6 separate regions of the Mus musculus genome follow, and regions 1, 3, 4, 5 and 6 are each linked to region 2. Evidence: chromatin contacts called from public Hi-C, HiChIP or PLAC-seq and promoter capture Hi-C data. All regions are on one chromosome and are shown on one strand. Each heading gives the region's core, a stretch centred on a gene start, on an enhancer-like site or on the middle of the called end of the contact. The rest is flanking DNA. Distances are from core to core; before and after follow the strand shown. Region 1 holds the start of Nsa2 (NSA2 ribosome biogenesis homolog). Region 2 holds the start of Fcho2 (FCH domain only 2). Region 3 holds the start of Smn1 (survival motor neuron 1). Region 4 holds the start of Mccc2 (methylcrotonoyl-Coenzyme A carboxylase 2 (beta)). Region 5 holds the start of Marveld2 (MARVEL (membrane-associating) domain containing 2). Region 6 holds the start of Bdp1 (B double prime 1, subunit of RNA polymerase III transcription initiation factor IIIB).

Evidence for each region. Promoter capture Hi-C pulls out the DNA fragments that hold promoters and counts their contacts. A called contact is a pair of places that touch in the nucleus more often than the background predicts. HiChIP or PLAC-seq counts read pairs in DNA pulled down with a chosen protein or histone mark. Capture Hi-C pulls out chosen DNA fragments and counts their contacts.
Region 1: a promoter capture Hi-C map of hippocampal neurons shows a contact between it and region 2, with 2.4 times the contacts expected there. The contact joins the promoter of Nsa2 here to the promoter of Fcho2 in region 2. A contact is called at or near these places in 2 of 39 promoter capture datasets (hippocampal neurons and pre-B cells) and 1 of 9 other capture datasets (adipose tissue).
Region 3: a Hi-C map of B cells shows a contact between it and region 2, with 6 read pairs. The contact joins the promoter of Smn1 here to the promoter of Fcho2 in region 2. A contact is called at or near these places in 2 of 39 promoter capture datasets (the C10 cell line and neutrophils) and 1 of 484 Hi-C or Micro-C datasets (B cells).
Region 4: a contact with region 2 is called in a promoter capture Hi-C map of liver, with 3 times the contacts expected there. The contact joins the promoter of Mccc2 here to the promoter of Fcho2 in region 2. A contact is called at or near these places in 5 of 39 promoter capture datasets (HPC-7-derived erythroid cells, embryonic stem cells, hippocampal neurons and 2 more), 2 of 115 datasets of contacts at active chromatin or transcription factors (embryonic limb bud and embryonic stem cells) and 2 of 9 other capture datasets (adipose tissue and liver).
Region 5: a contact with region 2 is called in an HNF4G HiChIP or PLAC-seq map of pancreatic cancer cells. The contact joins the promoter of Marveld2 here to the promoter of Fcho2 in region 2. A contact is called at or near these places in 2 of 39 promoter capture datasets (liver and pre-B cells) and 3 of 115 datasets of contacts at active chromatin or transcription factors (astrocytes, microglia and pancreatic cancer cells).
Region 6: a contact with region 2 is called in a promoter capture Hi-C map of liver, with 7 times the contacts expected there. The contact joins the promoter of Bdp1 here to the promoter of Fcho2 in region 2. A contact is called at or near these places in 8 of 39 promoter capture datasets (the C10 cell line, cranial neural crest, hippocampal neurons and 4 more), 1 of 484 Hi-C or Micro-C datasets (B cells), 5 of 115 datasets of contacts at active chromatin or transcription factors (astrocytes, embryonic forebrain, extraembryonic endoderm stem cells and 2 more) and 3 of 9 other capture datasets (adipose tissue, liver and pancreatic islet).

Annotation. Positions count from the first base shown.
Region 1 is chr13:97,136,669-97,140,416 of GRCm38.p6, forward strand. It overlaps Nsa2 (NSA2 ribosome biogenesis homolog), which reads right to left and starts at 1,258. Exons shown (of 6, transcript NM_021552.5): 1 at 1,087-1,258. The coding sequence starts at 1,089. Gfm2 (G elongation factor, mitochondrial 2) reads left to right here and starts at 1,269. Exons shown (of 21, transcript NM_177266.5): 1 at 1,269-1,391.
Region 2 is chr13:98,814,184-98,817,864 of GRCm38.p6, forward strand. Fcho2 (FCH domain only 2) reads right to left here and starts at 1,266. Exons shown (of 26, transcript NM_172591.3): 1 at 893-1,266. The coding sequence starts at 925. It overlaps Gm34995 (a long non-coding RNA gene), which reads left to right and starts at 1,798. Exons shown (of 3, transcript XR_382806.4): 1 at 1,798-1,886. It also overlaps the pseudogene Gm18134.
Region 3 is chr13:100,123,242-100,126,945 of GRCm38.p6, forward strand. It overlaps Smn1 (survival motor neuron 1), which reads left to right and starts at 1,614. Exons shown (of 9, transcript NM_011420.2): 1 at 1,614-1,724; 2 at 3,346-3,417; 3 at 3,629-3,704. The coding sequence starts at 1,653.
Region 4 is chr13:100,013,602-100,017,102 of GRCm38.p6, forward strand. It overlaps Mccc2 (methylcrotonoyl-Coenzyme A carboxylase 2 (beta)), which reads right to left and starts at 2,038. Exons shown (of 17, transcript NM_030026.2): 1 at 1,785-2,038. The coding sequence starts at 1,913.
Region 5 is chr13:100,615,512-100,619,280 of GRCm38.p6, forward strand. Marveld2 (MARVEL (membrane-associating) domain containing 2) reads right to left here and starts at 1,460. Exons shown (of 7, transcript NM_001038602.4): 1 at 1,415-1,460. It overlaps Rad17 (RAD17 checkpoint clamp loader component), which reads right to left. Exons shown (of 17, transcript NM_001044371.2): 16 at 3,583-3,640; 17 at 1,653-2,421. The coding sequence ends at 2,133.
Region 6 is chr13:100,101,922-100,105,645 of GRCm38.p6, forward strand. Bdp1 (B double prime 1, subunit of RNA polymerase III transcription initiation factor IIIB) reads right to left here and starts at 2,149. Exons shown (of 39, transcript NM_001081061.1): 1 at 1,706-2,149. The coding sequence starts at 1,917.

The DNA of each region.
Region 1 (3,748 bases), core at 8-2,507, 1.7 Mb before region 2:
TTTGCCAATTTTAGTTGTGGGTGTGTAGTTGTAATTCCTGCCCAATCATAAATTTCTGTATCCATTATATTCAAGATGGCATATTGATTTTTCCACCCCAGAATGTTCCTTTGTGCTACTCTAAGGTCTTCTTTTCCCATCTTCAACCTTATATTTGTATGGTTTACTCTGCCCAGTGAGTAGAATCTACAGGACACACATCCTTTTGCATCTGGCTTTTTTTAACTAGAATATATCCATTTATGTCTACCAGCTCTTAAGTACTTTATAGCACTTGGCCATATCCCAGTGTGTGGATATAAACTCATTTCTTTATCCATTTACCATATGATGTATATCTGGACTGTTCATTTTTTTCCATTGGTGATTAGGAATAAAGTTGTAATAAATATAGATGAATTCAGACCTTTGCTTGGAAACTGTCTACTGCTGTGTTATCTTCCAAAGTTGGTGTATTATTTTGCATGTTGTCAGTACTATATGGGATCCCATTTGTGTTTTAAATTGTTTCATTGTTAACAATGAAACTGTAGTCAGCATCTAGTTAGATTTGAACCCTCAAAACCAACCAACCTAATAAACAAACAGGCACAAAACCCAGCTCAGAGATTAAAACTAGGTAACAAAACCCTTATGGGTGTTGTTTTCAACTGCTATCACATAAACTTTGCAGCAACTACAAAGAAGGTTTATGGCATTCCACTTTGAAGAGAAACATCCAGTATAATGAGAATGGCAGGTCTGGTAATTCATATATAAAGAGAATGTTTTGTTCCGCAACTCATTCGCTGTTTGGCTTTTTGCAAAGAATATAGTATACTGAGCATTAAAACGGTGTGATGCGACTATAAAGTTATTATCACAAGTCTCAACTGCATTCCATTAGGTTGGCACTGACGCCACGGTAGCAAGATCAGGACTTTTATAGTGAACTCTTGTCTCATCCCAAGATTTGTGTTCCGGGTCCAGAAGCTGCATCTCACGCCAAGGCATCTCAGTTCCGCCTACCACGGTCCTCTCTCCCCGACAGCCCAACCACGCTAACCCCAGGCCCTTCGTCGCCCGCGTCCGAGGAGGCCTCCTTACCATGATGACAGCCGCGGAGCACCGGTCCGCGACCTCCCGGGTCTCAAAAAACTCTTAATTTCTGGATGTCACTGGTCCACGAGCCTGCCTCGTTCAGCCCAGGACGGGAAAGGGTAGTCCTTTAAGAAGGCCGAGTGGAGCGCAAGCGCCGCACAGCAGTTCCGTGACGTCTTTCCGTTCCTAGGCAGATGGGCGGAAATTGACAGCAGGAGAATTTTAGCTGAGACGCCACCGGAACTGCTTAGAGGGCGGAAGGTGCTTATGGAGCTTTTGTAAGCTGGGAGATCCGCGGGTTCCTTCTGCGGGTATGAGGGTGTCTGAGGTGGTGGGATGTGGTACCGTGTTGCCGGTTCCTCTCTTACTCCCCGGCGGACACTAGCAGAACCAGCCAGGCGCCCTGTGCGTGCCGCGGTCTTGCTGGTCTGCCACTGCTGACCTCGTAGCTGCTACTGACAGCGGGTTCCAGACGAGCACTCCCCGGCCTCCGGGCCCCGTCTGCCGGGTCACGGACGTGTTGCTTCATCCATTATGGAGGGCGACTGATTTGTTAGTCTGTTTCTGTCTCTCCTGTTGCTAGCGGATGCACAATTGGTTGAGATATGTTATATGGAAAATAAAACTACTGGCCAGGCCAGGAAAGCAAAAGGTACTTGGTTTTTGTGGACGCCCAGGACTTTCCCCCTAAGCTCTTGAGAAATCCTGTGTAATTAAGGGCAGTTTTTACCTTTTAGAAATCTGTGTGGTTTTTCCACCTTATTATTATTATTTTTTTTTTAAGATTTATTTATTTATTATATGTAAGTACACTGTAGCTGTCTTCAGACACTCCAGAAGAGGGAGTCAGATATCGTGATCGGATGGTTGTGAGCCACCATGTGGTTGCTGGGATTTGAACTCCTGACCTTCGGAAGAGCAGTCGGGTGCTCTTACCCACTGAGCCATCTCACCAGCCCTTATTATTTTTTTTTTTAAATGTGTAGTGCGTACCTGGTGCCCTCCGAGGCCAGAACAGGGTGTTGAATCATAAAAGATGGTTGGGGGGGCTAGTGGTTGCTGGGAATTGAACCTGGTCCTCTAGAAGGGCAGCCAAACTTAACCTCTGAGCCATCTCGTCAGTCCCCAGTTTTATCCTTGTACTGTAGTCACAGAAGTTCACTAGCTCCAATTTGGAACTACCAAAATTGAAAAGTACATCTCAAGAAGCCCTAGCACTTGGAGTCAAGCTGTTGCTTTTTTTTTTTTTTTTAAACATCCCTTCCTTTTTTGATGTTTTCGAGATAGTGTTTCCCTGTGTAGAGCTGGCTGTCCTGGAACTTGCTTCGCAAACAAGACTGGCCTCAAACTCAACAAAGGTCCGCCTGCCTCTGCCTCCAGAGTGCTGAAATTAAAGATGTGCACCACAACCGCTGGGCTTCAAACTATCATTTAAGTCCCCATAGTATAATGTTTTTGTTTGTTTGTTTGTTTAAATCAGAGCTAGCGCTGATTAGCATTCGTGTATTTTCAGGTGCAGTAAATTACGCAATTTCTCAAGCTAGAGTATGCTCCCTCTTCCCACATTGACTCCCTTACCTACTTTAGTTTTTTTTTTAGTTTTAATTTCACAGTTTTAGTGAAGCCTCCCTTGACACCATAACTGCTCCATTTCCCTTCCTTTCTGCAACATCGATGACAGTAGGATGTTGTATATTTCAGCCCCTCCCCCTAGTAGCCCTTGAGTTGGCTAGAGTCTGTGTGAGCACAGTCGTTGTTGTTGTTCACTGCTTTAGTTCAAATACTCCAAAAGCAATTTTAGACACACTTTTTATTAAATATGTGGGTTTAATTCTCATTCAGACCTGTGCTGTCATAGATGAAAGACGGAAACTGAGATTTCTAGTGATGTATCCAAGATTTCAGAAGACCCGAGAGTCCAGCAGCAATCTTCTAGTAGTAAAACATAGATATATTTAAAGACTCATCCAGACAGGAAATAGATGTACTATAGGCGTTTGTCTCGATGGGTTTTCAGAGCACACGTATTTAATCAGCTTCCGGATTAAGAAATCCCTTTAGCTGAGTCTGATTCCTTCTCTCTCTCTCTTTTGTTTGTTTGTTTGTTTGTTTTTCGAGACAGGGTTTCTCTGTGTAGCCTTGGCTATCCTGGAACTCACTCTGTAGACCAGGCTTGCCTCAAACTCAGAAATCCGCCTGCCTCTGCCTCCCAAGTGCTGGGATTAAAGTCTCGCACTACCTGGCTTGATTCCTTCTCTTTTCCCAGCTGTCACTACAGTCACCCTCACACACACGGTATACATTCATAGGGACACATGTGCATAAAAAAGTTTTAAATCTTTTACAATTCCTTGTGCCTGAAATAAGCTTTGTAATAAAAATAAGATTAGCAGCTTGAGATCTTCCATTGAGCATAAAGAGGAGAAGCAAAAGTCGTAGTTAAAGGCTGTGTTAAGAACATTTTACCTAAGGCATACATCATACTTTTGCAGAAATGTTACATGTGATACAAATTCGAAATGAAGTGTGTTATTTCGGAGACATCAGTACATGATAAATATTGTATGTAGACAATACATTTGGGATACAATCTAGAAACATCATCTTTTAGGGAGGGAAGATAGAATTAGTACAACAGTAGGAACCTAATTTAAGGCCGTTTCCACTG
Region 2 (3,681 bases), core at 16-2,515:
GTGATGTTTGCAAAAAAACAATGAGGAACTCTTCACAGTATACACTTTAAGTGCATGCATAAAACCGCTCTTTAAAAACACCACCGAGTACAGATGATTGCGAAAAGCGAATTAACATTCAAAACAAATAACCATGAACTGATTGTATTCAAGCCCGTGCTTGAGACTGAATTAAGAATCTCAGCTAGCAGTAGCTGGCATGACTGAAAGCTGACTCCTTTCAACACCTTACCTAAATGAAAGTGGTGCCGTATTTGCAACTGTCGGGCCACGAAAACCCAAGTTCGGCCAAGATACCTGAGTAAACACGTAACTTTCCTGTTCATGGCAGAAGCGTACTTGCCACGATCGGCTAACAGCAACTGCACGAAATCACACGGCGAGGAGACTAGAGGGGTGTGGGGAGCCCGAGGAAGGTCCACGAAACCCAACTTCCACGGGCTTTGTGAGCAGGCCTGAAGGCAAAGTCCTGGGCGCAGCCCCCACCAGCCCAGCCGCGCGGCCAAGAGGAAGTGCCGAGCCCGCTCGGCCCTGCACGGACTCTGCGTGGGGTCCCGGGCCTGCGCCGCGGGAAGCCGACCAGCCGGGTGCCCGGCTCCCCGCGCCGGACGCCGCGCACGCACGCCCCGTCGGCGCTTTGTCCCCGCCCGGCGCCGCCGGCCCTCTGGAGTCCCCGCCGAGACTCCCGGGCCGCGCTGCCAGCCCGGGCGCCGCGCGCAGTGGCCAACCCGGAGGAGGCGGGTGGCCGGAGAGCCGTGGCCCGCGGGAGCTCGGCCGGGCAACCCCGGGGCCGTGGACTCTCGCTCGGCCGCCCGAGGAGCCGCCGCCCGCCGCGCACGCAGGCCGCGGGGAGAAACCGAAGCCCGCGGCGTCCCCAACACCCTCCGCTCACCCAGAAATTCTCCACGAAATGCGCCATGACCATCTTGCCGCCGCCGCCGCCGCCGCCGCCGCCGCGCCGGGTTCCGCGTCCGCACCCGCCCGCCGCTGTGTAAACACGGACCGGCCCCTACGGCGCCCCCGCCTCTCGCCGCCGCCGCCTTCTTCCCAGAGACCGCCCGCGCCCTCTAGGGCGCATGCGCCACCTAGCGGCAGGCGCGGCCGCCGCCACCACGGGGCGAGAGCCTGACTGTCGCTCCCGAGTGCGCGTGCGCGCAGCCTGTCCGGGTCCGAGCGTTCGCAAGGAATGGTACAGAGCTTAGTCTGCGCGAGCCTCCGGGGCTGGCGGGAGTCGAGCTACCCGCAGGCCCGGGGGGCGGAGCTAATAGGGCCACGCCCCCTCGCGTCCAGCGTCCTGGCCTTCTAGGATCTCCAGCAGTCCCAGGTCCTGGCAGACTGGGACTAAGGAAACTTGGCAGCCGGCCACCCCAAGGAGACTGGGAAACCTTTGGTCAACAGGGAGCCTCTCCTTGACTGGGAAGTAAGATCCAAAACAAAACTGTCCAAGGCCGGAAAGGGAGGGAACGCCCAGTGTCGCCTGCAAGACTCAGGCAGTGCAGTCGGTCACAAGGGAGCCAGCCGGCCTGGACCGCCTGCCGAGAGCAGGCGTGACCCGAAACGCGACTCTTCCAGGCCTGTTCACAAAGCCCATGGTGGTAATCTTACCAGTTTGTACACCCAGGAGGAAAGGACACAAGTTTTAACATGCTTCGGCCTGATGGGGAAAAGAAATCCCTCGCCATGCCTTTCTTTCCAAAAGTTTAAAAAACTTTAGAGGTCCCAAGTTCATTAAGCTAAGTCAAAGATCTGCAAGTTGGAAGTCAAGCTCCAGAGATGATTTAGTGTAGTTTTAACTACAGTATGAACACCGCACGTCCTAAGATCGTTTTCAAACATGGACAATGTAGCACTTTCTTCAAAGGAAATTATTTGCCTCCCCAAACGATGTATGTAAACACTTTTCATGTATCTTTTATATAGTCGATAGCAAAAGATAACCAGACAAAGGTTGTGCCTTTATAAGAATATCTTTCAGAAATATTCACGTAAAGCTAAGACATCTAGCATCTGCTCAGGAGTATTTGGTGGAAGCAGGGCAGAAGACTAGGGTATAGGAGGAACAAGATTGGCCATACAAGTAGTTGAATGATGGAAAGATGCTATTTCCATATACTATTTTAAAAGGTCTATGTGTATGAGTGATTTGCCTGCATGTTAGGTATGAATTCCATGTGTGTGCCTAGTGCCCAATAAGACCAGAAGAGCGTGTGGGATCCTCTGAAACTGAAGATACAGAAAGTTGTGAATCACCATGTGGACTTTGGAATTGAATCAGGGTCCTCTCCAAGAGCATTAATACTCATAACCACTGAGCAATCTCTCCTTTGTTTGTTTGTTTTTGTTTTTCTTGTATATGTTAACTCTTCCATTTAAAATAAATATTTGCTTTTGTTTTGTAAACCATCAGCCCAGTTATGCTATCCTTGGTGCTTAAGATAGAAGAAAATTCTAACAAAAGGAGTAAGAAAGCTCACCCTGCAAAAGCGGCTGGTACTGGATTCCTAATATCACCAGGCTTAGTGCGAGAGAGGATCCCCGAGTTTCCTTTTTTTACTGAGACCCGCCAACATGGGCCGAGTTCACACCAAGACTGTGAAGAAGGCGGCCCAGGTCATCATCGAGAAGTACTACACACACCTGGGTAATGGCTTCCACAGTAACAAGCGCCTGTGGGAGGAGACCTCCATTATCCCCAGCTAGAAACTTCGGAACAAGATAGCTGGCTATGTGACCCATCTGATGAAGTAGATTCAGAGAGGTCCTATGAGAGGCATCTCTATCAAGCTGCAGAGCGAGAGAGAGAGAGAGAGAGAGAGAGAGAGAGAGAGAGGGAGAGGGAGAGGGAGAGGGAGAGGGAGAGGGAGAGGGAGAGGGAGAGGGAGAGGGAGAGGGAGAGGGAGAGGGAGAGAGAGAGAGAGAGAGGAGAATTATGTTCCTGAGGTCTCAGCCCTAGATCAAGAGATCACTGAGGTGGATCCTGACACCAAGGAGATGCCGAAGCTTCTGGACTTGGCAGTCTCTCTAACCTTCAGGTCACTCAGCCTACAGTTGCGATGAATTTCAAACACCAATTGGAGCTGTTGTAATAAACCTGAAAACAAAACAAAACAAAACAAAACAAACAAAAAAAAAGAAAGAAAGGATCCTGAAATTCTAGGCGTTAAATGACCATATCTCTGTGTGTGTCTATCTCTCTGTCTGTCTGTCTCTCTCTCTCTTACACACACACACACACACACACACACACACACACACTCACACACACTTCCTCTAAAAAGAAAAGCTACGGGCTGGAGAGATGGCTCAGTGGTTAAGAGCACTGACTGTTCTTCTAGAGGTCATGAATTCAATTCCCAGCAATTACATGGTGGCTCACAACCATCTGTAATGAGATCTGATGCCCTCTTCTGGTGTGTCTGAAGATAGCTACAATATAATCATATACATGAAATAAATAAATATATATTTTAAAAAGGGAAAGCTACACAGGTGACTCTGTTAATCATGATCTAATATTAAGCCCTGACCCCCTAACCATAAATCTCCTCTCCCATGACCAATGCTATTCAGGTCCCAACAAAACCCGTTAATATCTTTTCCTCTGTATCCTCGTGGTAAAAGGTAAACTGTGAATGGCAGTAAAAATCTGTTAGAGGAGGTGTGGAATGGCTGCCCCATCAG
Region 3 (3,704 bases), core at 364-2,863, 1.3 Mb after region 2:
TTAAGTGAGTTATTAAATTCCTTCTTTATGTCCTCTACCATCATCATGTGAAATGCTTTTAAATCCAGGTCTACCTTTTCAGGTGTGTTAGGATGCCCTGGACTGGGCGAAGTGGGAGTGCTGGGTTCTGATGATGGTGAGTGGTCTTGGTTCCTGTTAGTAGGATTCTTACGTTTACCTTTCGCCATCTGGCTATCTCTGGAGTTAGTTGTTATAGTTGTCTTTGTTTAGAGATTGTTCCTCTGTTGATTTTGTTACCCTCTACTAGCAGACGTGGGAGACTAGCTCTCTCCTCTGAGTTTCAGTGGTCAGAGCAGTCTCTGCAGGCAAGCTCTCCTCTTTTAGGGAAGGTGCACAGTTATCTGGTGTTTGGACCTCCTCCTGGCTGAAGATGAAGGCCCAAAACAGGATCTTTCCCAGAAGCTGTGTTGCTTTGGCCAGGAAGGTGGCCGGTTTTCTGGAGCCGAAGATGTCACCGCCTCCTCATTTTTTTAAATTGCAGGTTTTTGTGGTTTTGAGACATTGTTTCAGTGTTCTGTTGGGTAAATATCCCCTAATTTAGCTAAGGCACTCTGCCTTTTACCAGCTCAGTAGGATGTGTTTCCCAGATACTCTGTCCATGTCCGCAGCTGGGAACATTCTCTTAACAAACGATCTACACCCACATCACTATCAGTGTGCCCCTGGTCCAATTTTATTTTGTTAAATCCTGGAACACAAGAACCCACAAATCTCACTGGGCGCTTTTGGGATGCCCTATTGTCTATGCCCTATTCCAAGATCCCCTAAATTGTAGAAAACAGTGGGTTTTGCCAGGCTGTGCCCTGCCCTGGGAGAGTCCATCATAGTTTGAGACAGGGGCTCGCTGCAAACCTCTGACTGGCCTGGAACTTCGTATGTAGACCAGGCTGGCCCCAACTCATACCTGCTTGCCTCTGGAAACTCCACCCTACAAGCAGCTTCTGACTCCATCTTGAGGGAGGTGACTGAAACCTCTGGGTACACCAGAAATAGCACCATCTGCCAGGACTTATCTAGTTTTTTGTTTGTTTTCTACAGGCTGATAGGTGGCTTATTCCTGAGTCAATCTGTAAATTTATTGGGATAAATCAAAACTATGGTGGCACATGGGATATCGAAATTCTATCAGGAAAATCAGACTCAGGAATTTACCAGATATGCCAGATGAAGGAAATGGTCGACTCCCCTTACCTCAACCTTGGGCCCATTACAAAACAGACACCTAACACTGCAAAAGGCCCGATACCAACCCATCGTCTAATAATTGGTGTGTGCATCAAGAACCAGCAAACACAGGATGCCCTTATTGTGAAGGTTCATCCCAAACTCGGGAAGCTGAGGTAGCAAAGGCCAGCCTAGGCTATATAGCGAGGCTGACTTGAAAAATGAAAAGAAAAGGGCTGGAGGGAGGAAAATAAATTGGAAGAAAACAGAGGGAAAGGTTAAAAAAAAAAAAAAGAACTAGAAGACAGGTGGAGGGGAGAAAGAGAAAAGACAGATGTGGGAGGAGTGAGTTGGAAGCGTGTAGGAGGTCTCTGGCTGCCTCCGGGCCACCGTACTCTTCCGGTCCCAGAAGCCCCATGACGGAAGTCGTCATTGAGTGAGCCCGGCAGCGTCCGTGGTAGCAGGCCATGGCGATGGGCAGTGGCGGAGCGGGCTCCGAGCAGGAAGATACGGTGCTGTTCCGGCGTGGCACCGGCCAGGTGAGGTCGCGGCTCGGCGCTAGCACTCGGAGCGCTGCCCGAGACCGAGGCGGTGCGAGCTCGGGCCACATCCGCAGGCGGCTCCTGGTGCAGCTCGGGCGCCGGCGAGGCTGTGAGCCACGCTTTGGTCCTGTGTGACTGTGAGGGGATGTGCAGGAACGGGGACAGGCTGGCTGAAGCAAGGCAACCAGATAGGAGCCATTGGAAAGCTCCAGATTTAGGTCAGGATGAAGATGTTCACAGGGACTTTAGACTAAAATGCTGGTTTTCTGGATCCAGTTTTGTAACCGGAAAGACCAAGTGTTGCAAACAACAGTTGATAAAGTTTGAGAGAGAGGGATAACTAAAGTTGCCCGGAGTAGTTGAAAGTTGCTATTGACTGCATTGCATTCAAATGTATACGACAGCAGATCCGAGGCAGGGTTGGTGGTGCACGCATAATTACATGCACAAACACTTGGGAGATGGGGGCCGGAGGGTCGGGAGTTCAAGATCCTCGGTTACAGCGTGAATTCCGGACCAGCCTAAATTACAGGGAGACTGTAGAAGTAAGATAAACACTGGTAAGTACGAGGGCAAATCAGAGCCAAGTTGGTGGACTGTGCATGTGATCAGTCCCAGCTCCTGAGGCAGGAATGTGAAGTTGAGTCTAGCCTGGGAAACAACATACTCCATCTAACGAAGTTTAAAACATTAGGACCTCGGTCGTCTTATGGTATGGCAACTGATTTCTGCTTGGGGCTTGGGGTGGGAGAAGAGAATTCTGGGCAGCTTTGGGCAGTGCTGCATTTCCTTCTTTGGGGGACAGCCCAGCAATTCCTATTCTGAATAAAGCTTTGCCCTTTGTCCTCAGGGGAGCCCTGGCGGTCTGGTTCTCTCCTTAAAACCACAAGGTTCCTGTGCTAATTTGTCATCGTGGTAACTTCTTCATGCCCAGGGTGATGGGTCATGTTTACAATCTCAGGGGTAATCTTATTGATTGCAGCTTCTTTCTTGTTGCTGTTTTGTTGTTTTGAGACAGGTCTCACAGGGTAGCCTTAGGAGACTTGGAACTCTCCATGTAAGCCAGGCTGGCATCAAACTCAAGGAGATTGCCCCGTCTCAGCCCCCCCTCCCGCCCCCATTTGAATCAGGGACACATTCCATAACCTAAATTGGCCTGGAATTCAATATGCTAGACTGGCCTGGAGCTCTTGGCAACCCTACTGTCTCCAGCTCCGGGATATTGGGATTGTAGATTATAGATATGAGCCATTTTAATTTGTAGTTCATGGTTTTGTTTTTGTTTGTTGGTGTGCTTGTTTGTTTGTTGGGATAGAGTTTTATGTTGTAGTCTATGCTGTCTGGGAACCCACTATAGCCCAGACCAGTTTTGCCTTGGCAGTCCTCTGCTTCTACTGAGTACATTGAGGCTTTCTTAGGTGCTAGGATCTCTGTGTTCGTGCGTGGTGACTTTCTAGAAATGTATCTGCCTGTAACACACACTCTGAGTGTCTGGGCTGTAGGCATTGCTGGGGGTTGATCTAGGGACTTTGAGCTACTTCCCCAGTACTTCCTATTATCTGTTTTTTATTAAGCACATCTATCTATAACTTATTTTTTATTTTTTCTCCCTCTTCAGAGTGATGATTCTGACATTTGGGATGATACAGCATTGATAAAAGCTTATGATAAAGCTGTGGCTTCCTTTAAGGTATGAAATGGTTAATCATTTTTTTCCTTATTTCCTCAGGTCATACATTTTGTAAAGAAAGAGAGAGAAGAAAAATAAACTTGAGCACATTGAGGCTTTCTTAGGTGGTGGGACCTGTTATGTTAGAAAGTAGTGACTTTTTAAAAATATATCCCTCCATGACACATAGATCTTATTTATTTATTTATTTATTTATTTACTGTTTTCATAGCATGCTCTAAAGAACGGTGACATTTGTGAAACTCCAGATAAGCCAAAAGGCACAGCCAGAAGAAAACCTGCCAAGA
Region 4 (3,501 bases), core at 788-3,287, 1.2 Mb after region 2:
TCTAAGTGCCGAGGATAAGCAACTGTGAGGTGCTCAGTCTTAAAATGAGATAGTTACACCACACACACACACACACACACACACACACACACACACACACACGCACGCTTAGGGAACATCATGTAAGAGGGAGTGGAAATACTGGAAGAGCCAAAGGCTGGGGAGGAGAGCTGTCCTCTGGATGTGACATAGCTATTGTGCTCATGAATTCACTGCAGTTGTGGCTACCTAAACAAGACCCGCACAAGACCAAGCCAACGATCAGTCAACATTGTAGCAATTAGCAACAATAGGACTCAGCTAGTTTTTAAGGTGGTATTAAAAGGTATTAGAAGGATATGGGAAGGTAGGTGGGAGGGAGGGACACATTGGGAAGTGTCTAGGGAGACTGGGAAGGGGAACTGGGAACAGATAACATCGAGATACACCAGCTGGGCGTGGTAGCACACGCCTTAAACCACAGAAGCAGAGGCAGGTGATGACCATGCTCAGCTTGGTCTACAGAGCTGATCTACAAAGCCAGGACAGCCAGGGCTACTCAGGAAAATAAAAATCCCTGCCTCAAAACAGACAAAAAGATACACTGTATTTCTGTATGAAACTGTCAAAACTAAACAAGATAGTCCTAAAAATAATAAAATAGCTATGTTCAAGGAAATGGTTGGAACTAGAGATCATCACAGTAGGGAGGCAGGGAAACAAATACCACATTTTCTCTCACATGCAGAATCTAGGTTAGATGTACAATTTAGGGACATGAAAGTATAAGGACTACTTGGAAAGAGAAAAGGAGACAGCAAAAGAGTGGAGAGGAGATAAGAGAGTCATGTATGTACATATAGTGAAGTGTATTTATTACTTTGTACAATTAGTATATAGTAGTTGTATTTTGTTGTAGTGGTGGTGGTAGTTTTTTTGAGAAGTTATTTTGTAACTTTGGCTGTCCAGGAACTGGCTTTGTTGATCAAGGTGGACCGAACCTCACAAAGATCCACCTGCTTCTGCTCTGTGTGCTCTAGGTGCCTTCAGCCCTTCAGGGCTAGGACACCTCTTACCACACAGCCGCACAGCTATCTGATTTCTAGTTAACGTTTCCCAGCCCCAAATGACTTTCATTCCTACACATCCAGGCCAAATACTTAAAATACCGCACAAACAACTTAGTGCTTAACTAAGTTAACTTCTTCCCTGGCAAATAACTGCTGGTTCTATGAATAATTCAGACGTTATCTGTAGAGGCCATGAAACAGATTTAAATGTTCCAGCTTTGATACTTCACAAATTATGAGTTGCTTCTTTGGCCAGGGGAAGCCACTCAGTCCCAAGAAAAGCTATGTAAAGACATTGTGAGCTGTGTATTGTTAATATAACTATTAAGCGGAAGAGTGTAAACTATCGTGCTATGGTAGTTCCTAAAGGTGGCTGCCACAAGACCGCTAAAGAATATACCCAGCCATGCAAACACGAGGACCACAACTTCGTGATTACAAAGTTGCCAAACCGGTCTCGGGCATTTGTAAGTTGTCCAAGCGACAATGCTTTGTGGGGTTTTGAGAACCACTGATTTGAGTGACACAAAATGCCAGTACCAGTCCTAAAAGTGAACTAAAATCTCACTGGAACGACTTCCTTCTGCAAACTTCACAGGACCCTACTGAGTCCCAGAATGACGCCTGAAGCTGCAAAGGAAAGAACAGCAGAGATCCAAGCATGCCCACCCTCTGGCCTCCGATGACTCCGGGGCAGGAAGGCGAACAGGCCTCCAGGACGCTCGCTCAACCTACCTGGTAGGTGGAGGAGGCCGAGTCAGGCTGGGTGCCCAGTCGGGCCACTGAGTCCCCGTGATAGGCACGCTGCGGGGGTACAGCAGCCCGACAGCACGGTCGCAGAGCTGACCTCAGCGCGCCCCACATGGCGATGGCAAACACCCAAAAGAGAAAGAGAGCGGCCCTGCAGCTCGGTTCTGCAGCTCCTGGGGGCTGCTCCTCCAGAGTCCTTGCAGCACCAGCCCTGGTCCATCAGCTCCCAGGCCAGCCCCGCACACGTGCCATCGCAGACCACCTCCAATTGGTCGGCGCTGCGCGCCACGCCTCTCTACTCCGCCAATGAGGCGCAGAAGAGCAGCTGCGCGAGTCCAGGTTCCATCGCGAGCCCAGGAACACTGGGCCGAGTAGAGCGAACAGATAAGTGGCTGCTGTCCTGCCGAAGCGTTTGTCACAAGCATGCACCCGCCTCTAGCCCATGTACTGCAGAGCTTCAGCACACCTGATCATTTTTAGAATGTGACAGATTGTAGACATCAGTACTGGGATCTTCACACCAATAAGGATTAAAAACACTCTGCGAAGTGCCTTAGTGTTGTTTTGTTTTGTTTTGACTCGCACACTTTATTGAATGCTTACGTGTTACTACAGCATGAGCAAAGTAAAAGCGCCAGGAGCATCAGAAAGATGAACAGGCTAAGGAGAGGGTCGGCTGTGCCCTAGGAGGAAAGATGCTGTAGGAGAATAGCACCCGAATAAAAGCCAGATTGGGTAGAAACACATAACTAAGATGGGAGCCAGGCTTGGTCGCTCTGTCTCCCTTGGGGACCATAGACTCTACCACTCTGCAGCTTCAAGAAAGAAGCCCGACCCACAGAAAACTATGGTAAACCAATTGATAGAAGGCTTGTCAAAGTTTCTGTAGCTTACTAAGTGAAGAGTCCACAGACTACTAAGTGAAGAATTTAGAGGCTAGGGTGGGCAACAAAATGAGACATTGTCTGAAACCAACTGTTTTAACATGAATCTTGAAGACAATGTCATCATACAAATAGTGTTGGGCTGAGTGGTAGAACGCTTGCCTAGAATGCAAAAGGCTCTAGGTGTGTGTGTGTGTGCGCGCGCGCACATGCACACAGAGGAGAGAGAGAGTAGGTGAAACATGCCTACTATATTAAATGGTGCTAATTTAGAAGGAGTGGCACTTTGTGTGTACAGACGTGGGTACGGTGTGTGTACAGAAGCACACATGGACACATGGAAGCTGGAGAATGTCAGTATCAAGCCATTACTCTGCCTTATTCCTTTGAAACCAAGTCTCTCACTGAACTTGCAGCGAGGTGTGCAGCTAGAAACCTCTGATCCTTCTGCCCCTGCTCAACCCAGTGCTTTTACCCACTGAGCCCTCCCTAGCTCCAGAAATGGCCAGCTTTTTTAAAATCTAAGAAAAACGAAGGCCTAAGTCAAATCAAAGTGAGTTCACCATGACATAAGCATTCTATCTTGCTACAAGCCGACCCCAAATAAGATCTTGTAATGTGGAAAATAACTTAAAGATTCACATGGCATCCAAGAAATGTAAAAGAAAACAAACCAAAGCAGAGCATTTGAGCTGAACGAAACATTTATTCCTGGCAACGAGGCTAAAAGAAAATAATTTCCTAGCAACTCCAGCACTCAAAAGGTCAATTAAGAGGATCAGCAGCTCAACCTTAGCCCGGGCTACACAGTGAGTGTG
Region 5 (3,769 bases), core at 210-2,709, 1.8 Mb after region 2:
TCTTAGGGTTTTACTGCTGTGATAAAACACCATTAACACATAACTTAGGGAGAAATGGTTTACTTTCACTTACAATACTCAAGCCACACTGCGATACTGAGAGAACTCAGGGCAGGAACCGGGAGGCAGGGGCTAATGCAGAGGCCATGGAGGAGTGCTGCTTACTGGTTTCTCCTCTTGGCTTGCTAAGTTTGTTTTCTTATTATCCAGGACCAGCGGCAGCACCATTCATAGAGACCTGGGCCCTCGGATGTAAATCACCAATCAAGTAAATGGACCACAGGTTTGCCCGCACACAGGTCAACTCAGTGGGGGCAATTTTCTCAACTGAGGTTCGGTCTTCTAAGAGGACTGTAACTTGTGTCAAGTTGACATAAAACCTGCCGGCACAACAGCAATTATCTTTGCCCTTTTGTCTTTATCTCTTTGCTCTTTAAAAAAGACAACGTTTACATCTAACACATGCCTAAGAATGTAGAAGCAAAAACACAACAAATAAACGGAAGGAGATTTGAGGTCTTTAGGGTGTATATAGTTTGCACGGCGGCATCCCGCTGGTTAATTTAACTCCTAAAAGTATGACTCACTGTAACGGATTCAACTCATCTTCACCTGTGGAAAACCGCTCGTTTGAGTTACATCACTTTATCATTTAAATAAAACACAAAAATGTGTAGACTAGTAGAAGAGCAAACTGTGCTACCTAGCAAGGAATCTTCAGCGGTATTTGACCACATCTTAAATATACAGATAAAACCTTACAGGTTGTCCTTGAGCCCCCTGGGCTCCACCTAGCTCGGTCGCAGGTCTTTTGTTTGCTTGGAGCCAGGGAGTTAGGAATGCCACAGCTGTGGCCAGAAAAATGGTTCACTGAGCGTCACGGGGATCGAGCCTGGTCACCTTCACACACGCACAATCGCCCCTTCAGTTGCCTCTAAAGTTTTGCTGCCTCCAGAAAGTGGACTACCGCCACAGATACTTGGGGGTTTGGGGTGGGGGAGCAGCGGAGCTGCAGCCGCGAGCGGACCGACAGATACCCAGCAATCCCGCCAGGGTCCCCCATCTAGCCTCCCGGCACCGCGACTATACCCACCCGGTGCGTGTCCCGCCTTCGCTTTCTTCTCTGGAAAATCCACTCTGGCTTCCGCCCCAAGGTGGCCGTTGTCTCGGTCAGGCCAGCCGGGAAAGTGGCGAGGGCGGCGCCACCAGGCGCCCGGAAGGACGGCGGCGGTCCAGCCGGCCGCACCTGTCGCTGCAGCGAAACCCGCCCACGCCGCCCCCGGAGCCCGGCGCGCCCGCGTGCTCCCGCTTCAGCCTGGCCGCGGGAGGGAGGCGGCTCCGGGGATGTGTGCCCAGGGCGAAAGGCCCACCCCGCGGGCTCGGCGTCCCGTCGCCGCATCGCGGCCCCACTCACCTGCGCGGCCGCCGGAACAGCACGCTCTGCCGCGGGCACCGAAACTGGGACCGAGCTCCCGGGGCGTGGCCGAGCCGCAGTGCCCCGCCCGCCTGGCCACCTAGCTGAGGCCAGGAAGCAGGCATAGCATAGGTGCTACCAGCTCCTTCCCATTTTAGAACATTTGCTCTACTTGCCTTGCCTGGACCCAAGGCAGACAGTGCGCGGTAGGTAATGTTAAAGGATAAGAAGAACAAGATGAAATCCAACGTTTTTAATTTTGATATAAATTATGTAAATACTTTCCAGAAGTATCTAAAATATTCCACTGTACAACATACCAAAAATGGTATCCGAAAAGCTAGATGCAAACTGTAAGTAAGGCACAAGGTTTATTTATACTCATAATTGCATCCTAAACTGTTTTATAAATCAAATTTCCAACACCCCATAAAGTCCGTATATTCTGGATTACTCCTTCACATTTTGATATTTAGTACAACATTCATACACTTCACACCGTGACTTCTCCTCAAACCATTCACAAGACTAAATAAATACTAAGCACTGAGTACTTGAGACCTGCTTTACTTCAAGATGACAGTCGTCAGTTGCTGTGACGAATACGATAAGGAACTGAGCAATTAACAAATTGCTTGTCCTTCAGAGACGTGTTCAAGTACCACTGAATAGACTAAAATTTATCTCTCAAGGAGCAACCTGATTGGCAGGCTGTTCTCTATGTCTCCTCGCTGTCATAGTCCTCTATTATTATGTCTTCCTCTTCCTCCTCCTCTTCTTCCATGTCCACTTTGGAGGAAAAGGGCTGAGGCTGGCTGGCAGGCAGATCGCTCCCGCTGTTCTGACTCAGCGGAAGGGACCAGGTCTCTGGGTCGGCATTCTGAGCAGCCTGCGCGGGTTCACCGGGAGCTTCCTGAGCCGGCTGCCCTCCGCTGTGCGGGGACTCATCCCCACTGTCAGGGTCTATCAGCCCCAGCTCTCGGTCAGTCAGGGCTTCCATTTTCAACCTGTCAGAGTCACAGCGAAGACATCAGTGGGAACCAAACAGAAAACTCCTTGAAATTATGAACTAAGTGGTCTTTCCACTCACACACAAAAAATACAAGGCAAATGACCAACTGTGAATAAGTCCTTTCTGCTATCAAAAGTGTTACTGTCTTCAGCAGAGTTCCTATAGACTAATATTTATATGTATACATTAAAAATGAGCATAAGGGGAGAGGGTATGGGGGGGGCTTTTGGGATAGCATTGGAAATGTAAATGAAGAAAATACCTAATAAAAAAATAATATTAGTAGTCCTGAGGATAGAACCCAGAGCCTTGGGCATGCTAAACAAACACTTTCCAACTCATCTACACCTAAGCCAGTAAAAAGATTTTTTAAATCAGGAAAAAAAAATGAGCATAAGACAGAAATCTCAGGAAACACAAATGGGTCGACTTGACTGTCCAACTAAATATGAAATTTTAAAATAGAAACTAAAGCTGGGCATGGTGCTCACACCTTTAATCCCACACTCAGGAGGCAAAGGCAGGCACTGGACCTCTGAGTTTAAGCAGCCAAAACTGCATAAAGGGTCTCTGTCTCCAAAAAGGAACTAAACCAATGAACTTCGTCCAGCTGTGTGGTATGGCCTATAATATAATACACTTGGGAGGCTATGATAAGAGAAGTTTGAGTCTAGACTCCACTACATAGTGAGACCTTGTCTCAAAACAAATCTATTCTTTTTTGTATTATTTTTATTTTTTATTGTTACTTCTAAACTAGAAAAGGGTACTTTAGGGTTTTGTTTTGTTTTTTATGTCTATAGTTAGACAGCCTAGCTTGAGTTATAAGGCAGTTATAACTGCTAAGCAAGGGTGCTAGGAACCAAACTCAGGTTCTCTGGTCAGTACTCAACCAGTGAACCATCTCTTCAGTCCTAGTTCCTTTTAATTTATTTTTTAATTAACTGACTGATTACTTCTTAAGTCAGGGTCTATCTACATAGCTGTGTCTATCCTGTAAGACAGGCTGGCCTGAGCTCATAGAGTCCACCTACCTACACCTTCTGAGTGTTAGAAAGAAAGATCTGTGCCCAGCTGTTTCATACTTCGTGAGCAGTGTTGAAGTGTTGACTGACTGTAAGCTAATCATACTCAGTAGACAAGGTCATCAGCTTACCTTCCAAAGCTTCGCTTCAAAGGAAGTCTTCCAACATCTTGGATAAAAGAAATCTGAGCTGAAAAGATTTTAAGATTTACTTATTATATGTAAGTACACTGTAGCTGTCTTCAGAACCCCAGAAGAGGACATCAGATCTCATTACAGATGGTTGTGAGCCACCATGTGGTTGCTGGGAATTGGACTC
Region 6 (3,724 bases), core at 899-3,398, 1.3 Mb after region 2:
CGTTGGTTTCTACAACTAGCAAAACGAATGAATGCTCTCATCAAATAAGGAACAAGGACCAGGGATGTAGTTAAGCTGGCACAGAGCCTGAATGGCACGCAGAGCCCTGGCTTTCATACTCAGCACTACATACACCAGGCATGATGGCACATATCTGTAATCTCAGCATTCAGAAGGTAAAGCAGGTGGATGAGAAACTTAAAGGTGTCTTTTCATGCATGGAGAGTTCTAGGTCAACCTGAGCTAGATGAAACTCTACCTTAAAAACAACAACAAAAAACTTGGTGGGCCTGGTGGCTCATGCTTTTAATGCCAGCACTCAGGAGGTAAGAGACTTCCAGCAAGTCAAAGCTACATAGTTAAATCTTGTCCCCCCCAAACAGACAAACTATATGTGTGTATGTATATACACATTCACACATATAGTTTATATGCATAGTATATGATGTACTCTAATTGTCAACTAAAATATTCTCAAGCATGTCTCAGGACTATGGCCTATGGGAATTTATAAAATATCAATCATTATGCCTTCCTATATAGTTAACAAAATTTTCCAAATTTGGAGCAGTGACCAATACTGGTATTTCTATTCTAAGCAGAAAATTTTCAAACAGATCCAAGTTTAAAAAAAAAAATGTTGAAATCATGGTGCATAATTGGAATGCCAAAATAACACACAGCACAAACTCTGATTAACAGAAGAAATGCTGTTACTATGCAAACATAAATTGTACCATCTCCCTGTCACTTAATGTGATTACTTACTGGCTTTTTCCTCTGTATATTATAAAACACTACAGTCACCATATTAACCCGTCACATATTTAATTTGTACCATCACCTTTCTCCACTGTTTTGTTTTTTGAGACGGGTTCTCACTATGGGGCTGACTGTCCTAAAGCAGGGTGGCCTCTGCCTCCCTATTGCTAGGACTAAAGTTGTGACACCATACTCGGTCTCATCACCTTTTTTTGAAAGTAATCAAATTTTTTTTTTTAGTAAATTTGGGGGAACTATTCTACCATGTGGCATGTAAGGCAGTTTATGTAATCCTATCTGATCTCACAATATTGTCCTAAAGGAGGTACTAACTTGACACCAGGAACAAATTTTCTCTGAGAACAACCTACTTAAACTTGCTAAGCTAAGTAGGAGCGTCCTAAATTCAAATGTGGTATTTGTCACTAAAGCCAGGCGTCTTGATTCAGGAAACGTAGTTACAATAAAGAAGTATGCACTCGAACCAAAATAAGTAACCTAAGCCTCTTCCCTTTGACTCAGGGGCAGGGCGTTTACCTAACACTCCATGAGGCCTTGGGTTCAACCGCATCACCGCGTGGAGGGAGGAAAAAAAATCAGCACTGGTGCTCTCCTTTCAAAAATAAATATCCACAAAATGAAAATCCCAAAGTGCTTTCAGTGTAAAGTACTCCAGGACAATTAATTAAATTTCCAAGTGATGGTGCGTCTACATTCTTGACTTCAAAATCCTTAAGCCTGGATTCCCATCTCTGTAAGATAAGGCAAGACACTGTCTCCTCGGGAATCTTAAGATCGTGACAGAGTCATAGTAGTCGCACCCTCAGATCACGGAATAAAACTACAACTAGAAGTGGTTTCATCCAGCTCAAATCAAAAGCTTGTTGCAGGAGAGGTGCTCCGTGGTAAAAATCCAACAGCTCAGCTTGATAGAAGACCTTACCTGCTCCCGGGAGCCTGTTCCTGGGGTTCTGCTCCCCCGGAATCCACTGCAGGCACATCTGTGGGCTCCGCTGGCTTCGGAGCTGACTCGGTGGCAGGCTCCGGAGGCCTGGGAGCCTCTGGTCCACGCTGGGGATTGGGAGCGGCGGAGCCCCTGGTCCCTACACCAGGCCTGACATTTGGCTTCACGCTAAGGCGTGCCCTGCGGAACATGGCGGAGCCAGGGGGCCGAGAGCGGCGGCTCCGCGGCCGCGCTCAGCCCAGAGCCCCGGCCGCTGCCCGCAGGCTGACACTCTCACCCTCCCACACGTCCACAACCACCAGTCCAGCGCTGGCTACCGCAGTTTTGCGCCCCCTCCGCCTCCTCCGCTCTCCCGCCACCGCCTCCTCTTCATGACCCTGCCACACTAAAAGCTAAGTTTCTCCTCCCCGCGTCCCGGCTCGCGAAAGGCGCCGGAAGCAATGCGTAATCATTCGGCGCCGACGATGACGTCAGACTCCGGGCGCCGGGAGCCATAGCAACTGCAACGCTCTGTAGCTTCGGTTACCTGTAAACCAGAGATTTTTTTTTTTTTTTTTTTTTTTGATTCGAAGACAGATATTCTTTCCTTTGTAAGACCTTGGGAGTTGTTGAAAAGAGAGAGCGGAAGCAGCTGAATCCTCCAGGTCAAACTTTTTTTTTTTTTTTTTTGGGGGGGGGGCCGTTTCGAGACAGGGTTTCTCTGTGTAGCCCTGGCTGTCCTGGAACTCACTCTGTCGACCAGGCTGGCCTCGAACTCAGAAATCTGCCTACCTCTGCCTCCCAAGTGCTGGGATTAAAAGCGTGCGCCACCCCTGCCTGCCCGGCTCAAACTTTTAATTTCTCGCCAGTGGTGCTAGGGTTTGAACCCAGGATCCCTCACAAACCCTGCATTCTCGGCATGCACACTGCCATGGAACGTCCATCCCCAACCTACTTAACTGAATCTTTTATGAACTATTAAGGAGTTTTCGAGAAGAGTCAAAGTGTGCAAGAATGCAGAGCATGGTGGTGCGTGCCTGCAATCCCAGCACTGGAGAAACCGAAATAAAGAGGTCACAAGTTCCGAGCCCTGGACTATCTGACAAGACTTACCTCAAAATTACAATAAGATAAAATAGTATGAGAGTAGTGCCTTAGCACCAGTGCATCCCCAGAGCATAGAACCTGTTTGTTTTAGGGTTTTTGAGACAGGGCCTCTTATAGCTAAGGCTGCCCTTCAACTCTTGATCCTCCTGCCTGCACGGGCTCAATGTTGAGATTACAGGTATGTATAGGCTACCATACCCTGCTAGGAAAAAAAAAAGTTTTAACTATGAGTATGGAGAGAGCGAGTTTGCGGGAGACTGAAAAGTTACAGGTAGTTATCAGACTCCTGATGCTGGTGCTGGGAACCAAAACTAGGACCTACTGGAAGAGCAGGAAATGGATCTACTGAGCCATCTGTCCAACCCCCAACCTCCGCCAAGAAATTTTTAATTGAGTAAAAAAAAAGGTTGAAATTCTGTGTGAGGAAATCGCAAAGAGAAGCCATGAAACACTTCACAGGACATCCACTATATGGGCTTTTGTACACTTTAAAATAAAAACTGTCAAAAATGATTATACTCCACATTTTGCACACGAATGTTGCAAAATTTATTGCTTCCAGAGATATCAACGGAGCAATAAATAAGACATTGTATGTTACAGAGGAGAAAATACAAAATAAATGAACAAGATCAACAAGAATATATTAAATATGATGAGATTTCAAGGGTGATGGAAGAGTCCTGCGGTACTGGCAGTAGGGCAACTTGACAAGGAAAATAGGTATCAGATTGCAAACCAGCCTCTGCTACATGAAACCTTTTCAGAAGAGAGAGAGAGAGAGAGAGAGAGAGAGAGAGAGAGAGAGAGAGAGAGAACAAACACAGGAAACCTGAAGAAGGTGGGAGTGCAGTTTAGTACTGAGCATCAAATAGATGTAGATGCTCACGACATCTCAAAATGCCAGGAGTA